Regions from separate parts of the Triticum aestivum genome. Here region 2 is linked to region 1. Evidence: chromatin contacts called from public Hi-C data. All regions are on one chromosome and are shown on one strand. Each heading gives the region's core, a stretch centred on a gene start, on an enhancer-like site or on the middle of the called end of the contact. The rest is flanking DNA. Distances are from core to core; before and after follow the strand shown. Region 1 has its middle 88 kb from the start of LOC123143662. Region 2 holds the start of LOC123143665 (alpha-1,3-arabinosyltransferase XAT2).

Region 1 (4,610 bases), core at 725-3,224:
TCACAGGAATAGCATCGATTCCAACCTCGTTTTACAAATTCCCTGTTTTTCTTGTGGCATCAAGTGCTATATATATGTTATTCACGCTTCAATGCTTGTAGTCATCACTAGGTAGTCTACGTGGATGTAATTTTTATTATTTCTGATGTCCGTTGTACTAACATGATTAAAGATGAATAGATTGAAAGTGTTCCGCAAAAAAATGGACATTCCACTACAAATTTCCATTTCCTCCTAATCAAAGAGGGGCTTAGGTTTTTTTTTTCCAGTTTTGGCGGTGAGCTAAAAAAAATCTTAGTTGTTTCATTCATTTCAATTTTATTTTGAGGGGAGAACTTTCAATTTATTCATCAAACATCATGCCAATACTACCTTGCAGCTCAATATAAGGCATTATTTTACAATGAGAGAGTATAATTCACAAAAACAACTCTAGTCACCAGGGGACGACAAAAGCACGAATTTTTTTTTGTTCTTCTCCCTGGTCTAATCAACTGTTCCTAGGCCGTTGATTCTTTCGTCGCCGTCGCCGGCCGGGTCCCGCAGCGGGAGATTAGGTTGTGCTAATCTCGTGATTTCTGCCAGTCAGCTAGCAGCCTGCCACCGGTACATGTATTGCTTGTTTGGTTTGGTGAGCAGCCAGGACCGGCGGCCGGGTCGCACACGTTTTTTTTCCTTTTCGCCTTGGTGACGGCGTACTTCCGTGTCTCTTCCTGTTAGGACAAACGCTAATGTCCAGAAATAAGTGGAAAATAATTGGGAGCTCGGGTGGTTTAACACCCTAACATGTGGCTGGATATATGGGGCACGCGAAAGGGAGCTGATGATCGGGGACCCGGCATCCCGTGATCTTGTTTGGCGCCTTGCTCCCAATCATTTTCAGATTCAAAGCGGCTTGCTTCGACTTACCCTAGCTCCCGGTTAATTTCTTTACAGTACAAACAGATACTCGAAAGACATTTTTGTACACTGAAATCCTTAGGGATTTTTGTAATACTGCAGAGAATGTGACATTTTTTGGTTGCCTCCGCAGTCCTTTCAGCAGGGCGATCAAGTCATCCCTGATGGAAAACATGTGCTAGTAATCAATACATATATCTTGCAGGATACAAGGCATGAACAGCATTACTTCGTAATCATATGTACTGTACATTCCATCTCTTGTTCAGAATTAACCAGCGTGTCTTGGTTAGGAAGATTTAAACGGTCGCAGGCAGGCACGCACGGGCGTTGCTTCCGAGTCACACTCACTTCTGCCCGTACATACATAGTTTTTGCAGCGGTTGGACTGTCGACATACGTACGGAGATACGTACACAGGCGGTTCCAAACCTCTGCTAGTACTATTTCGCCGAGACGGCCGCGCCAAACAGCGACCTGCACTGCGAACGACAGTGCAGCGGATGTGCTATACGTACATGAAGCATGCTTGTGCCTGCCTGCGACTAAACGAACTGCTTCGCCGTTAGTCAAACCGACCACCTGCGACGAAACCAGCCAAGCCGTTCACTTCCCGGCCACGGAAGTGTATGTGGTACTCTCCGTAGACCCTGTTTGGATACTCTTCTAATCCTAAATTAACCTTAAACTAACTCTAATTAAAGAGGTGCTTGGATAGCAGGGTTAGATGGAGCGCGGATACGGCGAGGCGCCTTCACGGACGGTGTGAGAGGAAGAGAGGGAGAGGACGAGAAGCTTCTAGAAAGTGGAGAGGGAGGGAGAGGACGAGTACCTTTCTCAAAAGAAAAATAGTGTGTATTATAACATCTGTTTCCTGTGTTTTTCTACGGCAAGGTGGATCCAAACGCCACGTGCCCCTGCAACATTTTTCTAGGGAACGCGCCCCTCCAACGCAACTTGCGTTGCATAGATGCATGTTGTCCCATCTGGCCATCTCGATCGTGTCTGTCCCGCACACGTGTACGTCGGTAGGTAACACGTGCCCATCCATCCAACCGCCTTACTACTACGCTCGTAACGAAATGTCTGAGGCGCCTTCGACCACATACGGGCTGGCAACTACAGTGTATATGCTGTATATGTACATACACGGCTGATATACAGAAAAAAGGGAAGGAAGGAAGTGCAGGTGGGTGCCGTGGCGTCACCGTCGGTGTCCATCGCGTCTCCGCGGACGGGTCCCTCTCCGCCCGTGGGCAACCGACAATCACGCGGTAGCATTTAAGTTTTATGGGAGTGACACCATTTTTTTAGGAACACGTGTCATTTTCAGACCAAATTTTTGAGAGGCCATATTCTTGGATTGCAGGGTTTAAATGTAATTTGGCCGAGTTTTCTTCCGAAATGGCTTAAATTTTAGCTATACATAGAAACAACGGCGAAAAAACACACCCACAATTGAGAACGTAATTTAGGTCTTTTTGGTTCATCTCATCTGTTTGTTGAAAAGTCTATAATACCCTTAAGATATGATCGTGTCCACCCCGCAAAAAAAAAGATATGATCATGCCTTGATTGGTTAATTACACGTTTGTTTTCTAGTAATCTACTCCTACTTGTTGATTCGTGCAAGAATACGAACACCGTAAATCTACCTGTTACCCGAGCAAAATGTGATTGCCATCTTTTTTTTTTGAAACAGGGCAAAAGATTTGCCTCATATATTAATTAAGAGGGGAATAGAGTTTTGCAAGTGTCCATCAACACCGCATGATAATTACTCGCGTATTATGATTTCCCCTAGTTTCTTTGCACCCGCGGCGACCCATAGTTTCGCTTCCTTGAGGATGATGTCGAGGGCGATTGAGGGCGGTGCACTTTTATGTTGAAAGACCCTGGCATTCCTTTCGTTCCAAATTGCCCAAGAGACAAGCATGATGAGAGATGCCATGGCCTTGCGTGATGGAATATCCATGCCGGCTCTTCTATCCCACCACTCTTCAACGGATCCCGGCAAGCGCCATGTAGATATATCAACATGTTCAAGGCCAAGTTTTGCAACCAGCATGCTCCAGAGTCTGATGGTGTAACGACATTTGAAGAAGAGATGTGGCCCGGTCTCGGGCTCTCGTTTGCAAAGCGGGCATAAGCCACAATTTTCCCATCCATGCTTTGCAAGTCTTTCAGCAGTCCAAATTCTGTCCTGAAGGGCCAACCAAGTAAAGAACTTGACCTTTGGTGGTGCCCAATCCTTCCATATCATGCGGTCCAAGGGGGATATGACCAGACCCAAGAATTGGGCTCTATAGGCTGAGGCCGCGGAGTAAACCCCATCATTTTTATGTTTCCACACAATCACATCATCTGCAAGCTCATCAAGATGGAAATCATGCACGAGCATCCAAAGCGTGAAGAATTCTCGGATGTGGTGGACGGTGACAATATCTGGGGGCTTTATCTTGAGGATCCATGCATTGTTCTTTAAGGCTTCCCTCACCTTCCATGTTTCCCTCGTCGAGGCCTCGTAAATAAGGGGAGCGATGTCTTTTGGTTTACAGCCAAGCAGCCAAGGGGAGTTCCAAAAAGGCGATCTCGCTCCGTTCCCCACATTGATGGTGGTGGAGGCGTAGAAGAACTCAAGGTCCTTCTCTGTTGGAGATCGTAGCAGAATTTTAAAATTTTCCTACGCTCACCAAGATCCATCTATGGAGTATACTAGCAACGAGGGGAAAGGAGTGCATCTACATACCCTTGTAGATCGCGAGCGGAAGCGTTCCAATGAACGTTGTTGACGGAGTCGTACTCGCCGTGATTCAAATCACCGATGACCGAGTGCCGAACGGACGGCACCTCCGCGTTCAACACACGTACGGTGCAGCGACGTCTCCTCCGTCTTGATCCAGCAAGGGGGAAGGAGAGGTTGATGGAGATCCAGCAGCACGACGGCGTGGTGGTGGATGTAGCGGGTCTCGGCAGGGCTTCGCCGAGTTTCTGCGAGAGGGAGAGGTGTAGCAGGGGAGGAGGGAGGCACCCAAGGCTGTAATACTACTGCCCTCCCTCCCCCCTTTATATAGGCCCCCTGGGAGGGGCGGGCACCGGCCAGAACCAATCTGGATGGGGGGGCGGCGGCCAGGGGGGTAACTTACCCCCCAAGTCAAGTGGGGCGCCCCCACCCTAGGGTTTCCAACCCTAGGCGCAGGGGGGAGGCCCATGGGGGGCGCCCCAGCCCACTATGGGCTGGTTCCCTTCCCACTTCAGCCCATGGGGCCCTCCGGGACAGGTGGCCCCACCCGGTGGACCCCCCGGGACCCTTCCGGTGGTCCCGGTACAATACCGATAACCCCCGAAACTTTCCCGGTGGCCGAAACTGGACTTCCTGTATATAATTCTTCACCTCCGGACCATTCCGGAACTCCTCGTGACGTCCGGGATCTCATCCGGGACCCCGAACAACTTTCGGGTTTCCGCATACTCATATCTCTACAACCCTAGCGTCACCGAACCTTAAGTGTGTAGACCCTACGGGTTCGGGAGACATGCAGACATGACCGAGACGCCTCTCCGGTCAATAACCAACAGCGGGATCTGGATACCCATGTTGGCTCCCACATGTTCCACGATGATCTCATCAGATGAACCACGATGTCGAGGATTCAGTCAATCCCGTATACAATTCCCTTTGTCAATCGGTATGTTACTTGCCCGAGATT
Region 2 (4,610 bases), core at 533-3,032, 160 kb before region 1:
CTCCAGCCCGCCGAACGGCACCACCTGGATCAGCACGGCCCCCGCGGGGAGGAACACCATGTTGGTGAGCCCGGCGCCGTGCACGCCCACCATCACGTCCGCCGAGTTGACGAGCCGCGCGAAGGTGGACATGTCGGTGTGCTGGTCGGGCTCCGCGATGCGCACGTCGAAGCCCATGGCGGCGGCGGCGGCCGCCATCTCCCGCTCGTTGAGGAACCGGCGCGAGTTCTTGCGGGAGATGATGAGGAGGCGCGGCTTGCCGGCGCCCGTGGCGCCGCCGCGGGAGGCCGCCGCGCGCTCCAGCCCGAAGGCGTCGCGGAGGGTGCGCTTGAAGTCGACGATGGAGACGCCGCCGGCGGCCTTGGACGGGACGATGCCCATGTCCTTGTGGAAGTCGGAGCCGACGACGATGCGGGGCACGCAGTGCACCTCCAGGTCGTTGTTCACGTCCACCACCTCGTACCTGCTGAGCTGCCGGAACAGCGGCCGGAACTTGGCCACCCACCAGGGCTTGAGGTCGCTGAGCAGGAACTGCACCTCGCCGTTGAACCTGCGCGTGCTGAGGAAGAGCGGCACCAGCACGTCCGTGTAGTCGTGGTAGAGGTTGCCGGAGAAGCCGCGGTTGGAAAACACAAACCCGGGGACGGAGTGGTTCTTGGTGCAGGCCGGCGGCGGCGCGTCGGACGGGAAGGGTTTGAGGACGAACTCCCGGACGTGGGTCATGGCGACGGGGTCGTGGTACCGCGCGTACGGCTTGGTCCGCCACTCCCTGTCCAGCGAGTCGATGTAGATGGTGGAGACGTTGCCCACCACCCGGATGTCCCCCGCCGCCTCGCACCGCTCCGAGCGCTTGCTCGTCATGAAGCAGGTCGGCTTCTTCTTCTTGTGCCTCCCCTTATCCTTATCCTTTTTTCCTGTGCCGGCGCCGGAGACGGAGACGGCTGTCTTCTCCGCCCTCTCCGCGGTGACCTTGGGCACCGGGGCGGCGCTGTCGTCCTCCACATCCTCCTCCACATCTTCCTCCGAACCTGACCAATCAACAAAGAAGAAAAAGGAAGTCTTGAGCAGCATGCTCTACATACATTTCGTCCCCAAATCAGCAATCGGCCGATTCTAGGTAGCTCCGCCGAATCGGTCAATCGATCCAGGCAGCTCACCTCCGACCGTGGTGGCGGCGGGCGCCGGCTCGTCGTCGGTCTCCATCCGGATGCTGGAGTTCATCTGCTCCTTGAGCTGGTCGTCCGGCTTCCCTGCGGCCATGCCAAGAAACATCCAAGCTCTCATCCATCCATCCATCCACCCAGCTAGCTCAGACACAAAGAGAAGAGAAGGGGAAAGAGGAAAAAGATAGTGGACATACCGAAGGGCGTGGAGCAGTATCTGGCCTTGACGATGCTGAGGACGCAGAGGGAGAGGAGCATGGCGGCGATGATGACGCCGTTGCTGACCCGCCGCGGCTCCTGCCGGCTCCGCAGCGCCGCCTTCATCTCCGACGCGGACCCCAGCGCGCCCTCCACCTACGAACCCCTCCTCCTCCCCCGGCTAGATCTGGAGGAGCAGCAAGAAGCGGCCGCTCCCTTGCTTGCTTGCTGGGCTTTGCTTGCTGCCTGCCTGCCTCCCCCCAAGGAGGAAGACTCTTCTCGAGACAGAGAGAGAGAGAGGGAGATGCTTTGAAACTTTCTCGTGTGGCGAGTGCCCTGCTGGATCTGGATGGACCTCAGCTGCTCTGCTCGCCGAGTGCGGATGATTAAACGAGGTGGTAATAAAGAATCGGAATGCTCTGCGGCAACTCATAAGTGAGGGATTATTGCAGCAAAATCCAGGATTGTTAGCAGCCTGGCCCCCGGGATTAGCCGTCATCGTGCGGAGAGACTGGAACGCACGACGTGCGTGCGTCGTGCTGGGCCGGCCCTAAGCCACGCAGGGTGGGCATGCATGGTCCGGCCCACACCCACACGCACACTGTTTGTTGCTAAGTTGCCTCTCTCCCCTATCATTATTGTTTTTTCCGTTTTCGGCCACAGGAAAAGATGCATGTATGCCCGGACCGGCCGACCGAGAGCGTGAATGTGGCGTGTACTTACCAGCGTCACGGGTCCTCCCACAGACCGACGTGCCAACACGCGTGAATTTGTGTATACGAATATAAATAAATAAATAAATGGAACTCCTGTTGAAAGTGTGAAATTACCGAATGGCAGAAGGTGGTGAAAGATTTCCTTTCGAAGCTGCGAATTAAATTCTTTGCGCAAACCCCTCCGTTTTGGTTTCTCACAATTAATTTCTGCTCATCTTATTTTGGTTCTCGGTATGAAAATCAACCAACGCATGAAGGTACTGTACTGCATTTGAAGACATGGCCCAACACTTGATTACATCGGTTTCTACCGTAAACCTTTGTCGTCTCGCCGGAGCGGTGAGGTCATGGCTTCTCATCATGCCCGACGACGAGCTCTGGTGTTGGGTGCTTCGGATCTGAATGAATGGCGGGGAGGGGGTTTCAGCGACGACGGATGCCGCGAGAAGTAGAAACAAAATGATGCAGTACGTGTCTGCATGTCCCTGGCCCAGAAGTTGATTACCCAACAAATCGGCAAAAATATTTTAGTACCTATAAGGTAACCAATGTAACATTTGAAGCACGGCCTACATATCAAACCACACTAAAACCCGAGAACATTTAAAATGGCAGTTTTCTCTTTCACACGACGACGTCATAGTTACAAGGCTAAATGGTTTGCAGCCAACATAACAAATTTGACTACCCGGTAGATTGGCAACACTTTTAGACAACCAAGGCAAAAGGTTAGCCCATCAAATCAATAGAGTTTGACCTGGCCTACGTATAAAACGACATCTTAATGCTTGAGAAGTCATTTGTGCGCAGAACGAGCCAACGTCTCTCGACTTCGCAATCGCATGATGGTGATGCAAGAAACGGGATCCCGGCCATGGGGATAGCATCTAAATTCCAGGTTGGTAATGATTCTCAAAATCCCACAACAACTTGATGAGAAAGCGAGATGCGAAAAACGGTTGCGGGGTTGTAGACAGGACGTTCTTTCCGTCTTTAGGGCTCCTTTGATTCAAATGTATTCTATAAGATTTTTGGAGCGTTAGAATCCTTAGATAATTTTCCTACGTTGTTCATTTGATTTATAAGATTGAATCTTACATGAATTTTATTCTAAACAATTATGTGTACTACATTTCATAGGAATAGCATCCGCTCCAACATAGTTTTACAATTTTTTTGTTTTTCCTGCGGCATCAAATGTTGCACACGCTATTCAAGTTGGCATCCCGCTACAATTTTCCATTTCATCCGAATCAAAGAGGGCCTTGGATTTTTATTTTCTTTCAGTTTTGGCAGTCAGCCCAAAATAAAAATAACTTGGTTGTTTCATTAAACGACGAAGATGACATTTATTGAGAAACATAATAATCTTACTTTTTTTTGGCTTGGGTTAATCAGCTACTCCTTTGTCCTAGTCCTAGGCCGTTGATCGTTTCCTGGCCGTCGCCAGCCGGGCCCCGCAGCGGGAGATTAGGTAATGCTAATCTCGTGATTTCTACCAATCAGCTGGCACCCTGCTACCGGTACATGTAGATGTGATAACTTGCTTGGCTGGTTTGGTAACCAGCCAGGACCGGCGGCCGGGTCGCGTTGGTGACGCGGTACCGGCGGCGTACTTCCGTGTCTCTTTCTGTTAGGACAAACGCTAATGTCCATGCGTAGCAAATAAATGGGAAATAATTAGGGGCTGGGATGGTTTACGGCATCTGCAACGGCAACCCGACATGGATGTGGGAGGCAGCCATCCAACGCTAGCTGCATACATTTTCACAACAACTCAAATCAGGCGGACGAAAATCATGCAAACAAGTGTGGATTTCATATAAACACGCCTGGTTTTATATAAACATGCCGGATTTCATGTAAACATGACGGATTTCATTACAAATACATGAAAGCGGTCCTAGACGGGCTAATCTACATGATCGCCGGCTTCCGGTCCCTGTCTCCGGCCATGAACCAAGAGAACGAAAGCTTCGCCTTTTTCAGCTCCGCCTCCGGAGCCCCGGGAACTGAAGCGGTCCGCCTCCACGTCGCCATCAAGCGACTAATCGGCCGAAGATGTTGAAACCCACCAAGCTTGACGTCGACGGGAGGGGAGGACCAGAGGAGCAGTGGCCTTCCTGGGACACGAGCGGCGGCGACCTACCGTGCACTACTCTTCCTCGCTGCAGGCGGCGCCCGCAGACGTGCCAGCTTCTTCGACAACAATGGTGGTCATGGTCTTCTTCTGCTCTGGCGTCAGCCCGTCCCAAAGAGCTTTGGCGGTGGAGGGATCCATGGCGGGGAGTGGTGTGGAGAGGGATGAGTGTGGCTATGGCCGGGGCATCGGGACAACTATTTATATAGCACCTGTGGGCGGCAAATGGACGGACGGGTGGCGCCGAAGGAGATGCCTCCGCAACTGCGTGCCATCAATGCGGGTGGCAGACAGATGGACGGACGGGCGGCCGTCGTGTCATTTGAATGCGCGGAAGTCGCATGCACCAGGAAGCGGCGCGGGCGGCGCTCTCTCGGTCAGCGCGCCACTTCA

Evidence for each region. Hi-C and Micro-C count contacts between places; a contact is called where the count stands out from the background.
Region 2: a Hi-C map of leaf shows a contact between it and region 1, with 5 times the contacts expected there. The contact joins the promoter of LOC123143665 here to the enhancer-like site in region 1. A contact is called at or near these places in 2 of 5 Hi-C or Micro-C datasets (both in leaf).

Annotation. Positions count from the first base shown.
Region 1 is chr6D:77,980,900-77,985,509 of IWGSC CS RefSeq v2.1, reverse strand. No RefSeq gene overlaps it. Among protein-coding and RNA genes, the nearest start is that of LOC123143662, 88 kb to the right of the region's middle. Within about 2 kb of position 1,974, at least 4 of the 8 cell types and tissues checked have an H3K27ac peak or open chromatin away from gene starts, as enhancers often do. A contact at or near this core is called in leaf, where this site is marked.
Region 2 is chr6D:78,142,768-78,147,377 of IWGSC CS RefSeq v2.1, reverse strand. LOC123143665 (alpha-1,3-arabinosyltransferase XAT2) reads right to left here and starts at 1,782. Exons shown (of 3, transcript XM_044562617.1): 1 at 1,361-1,782; 2 at 1,158-1,250; 3 at 1-1,028. The coding sequence starts at 1,487.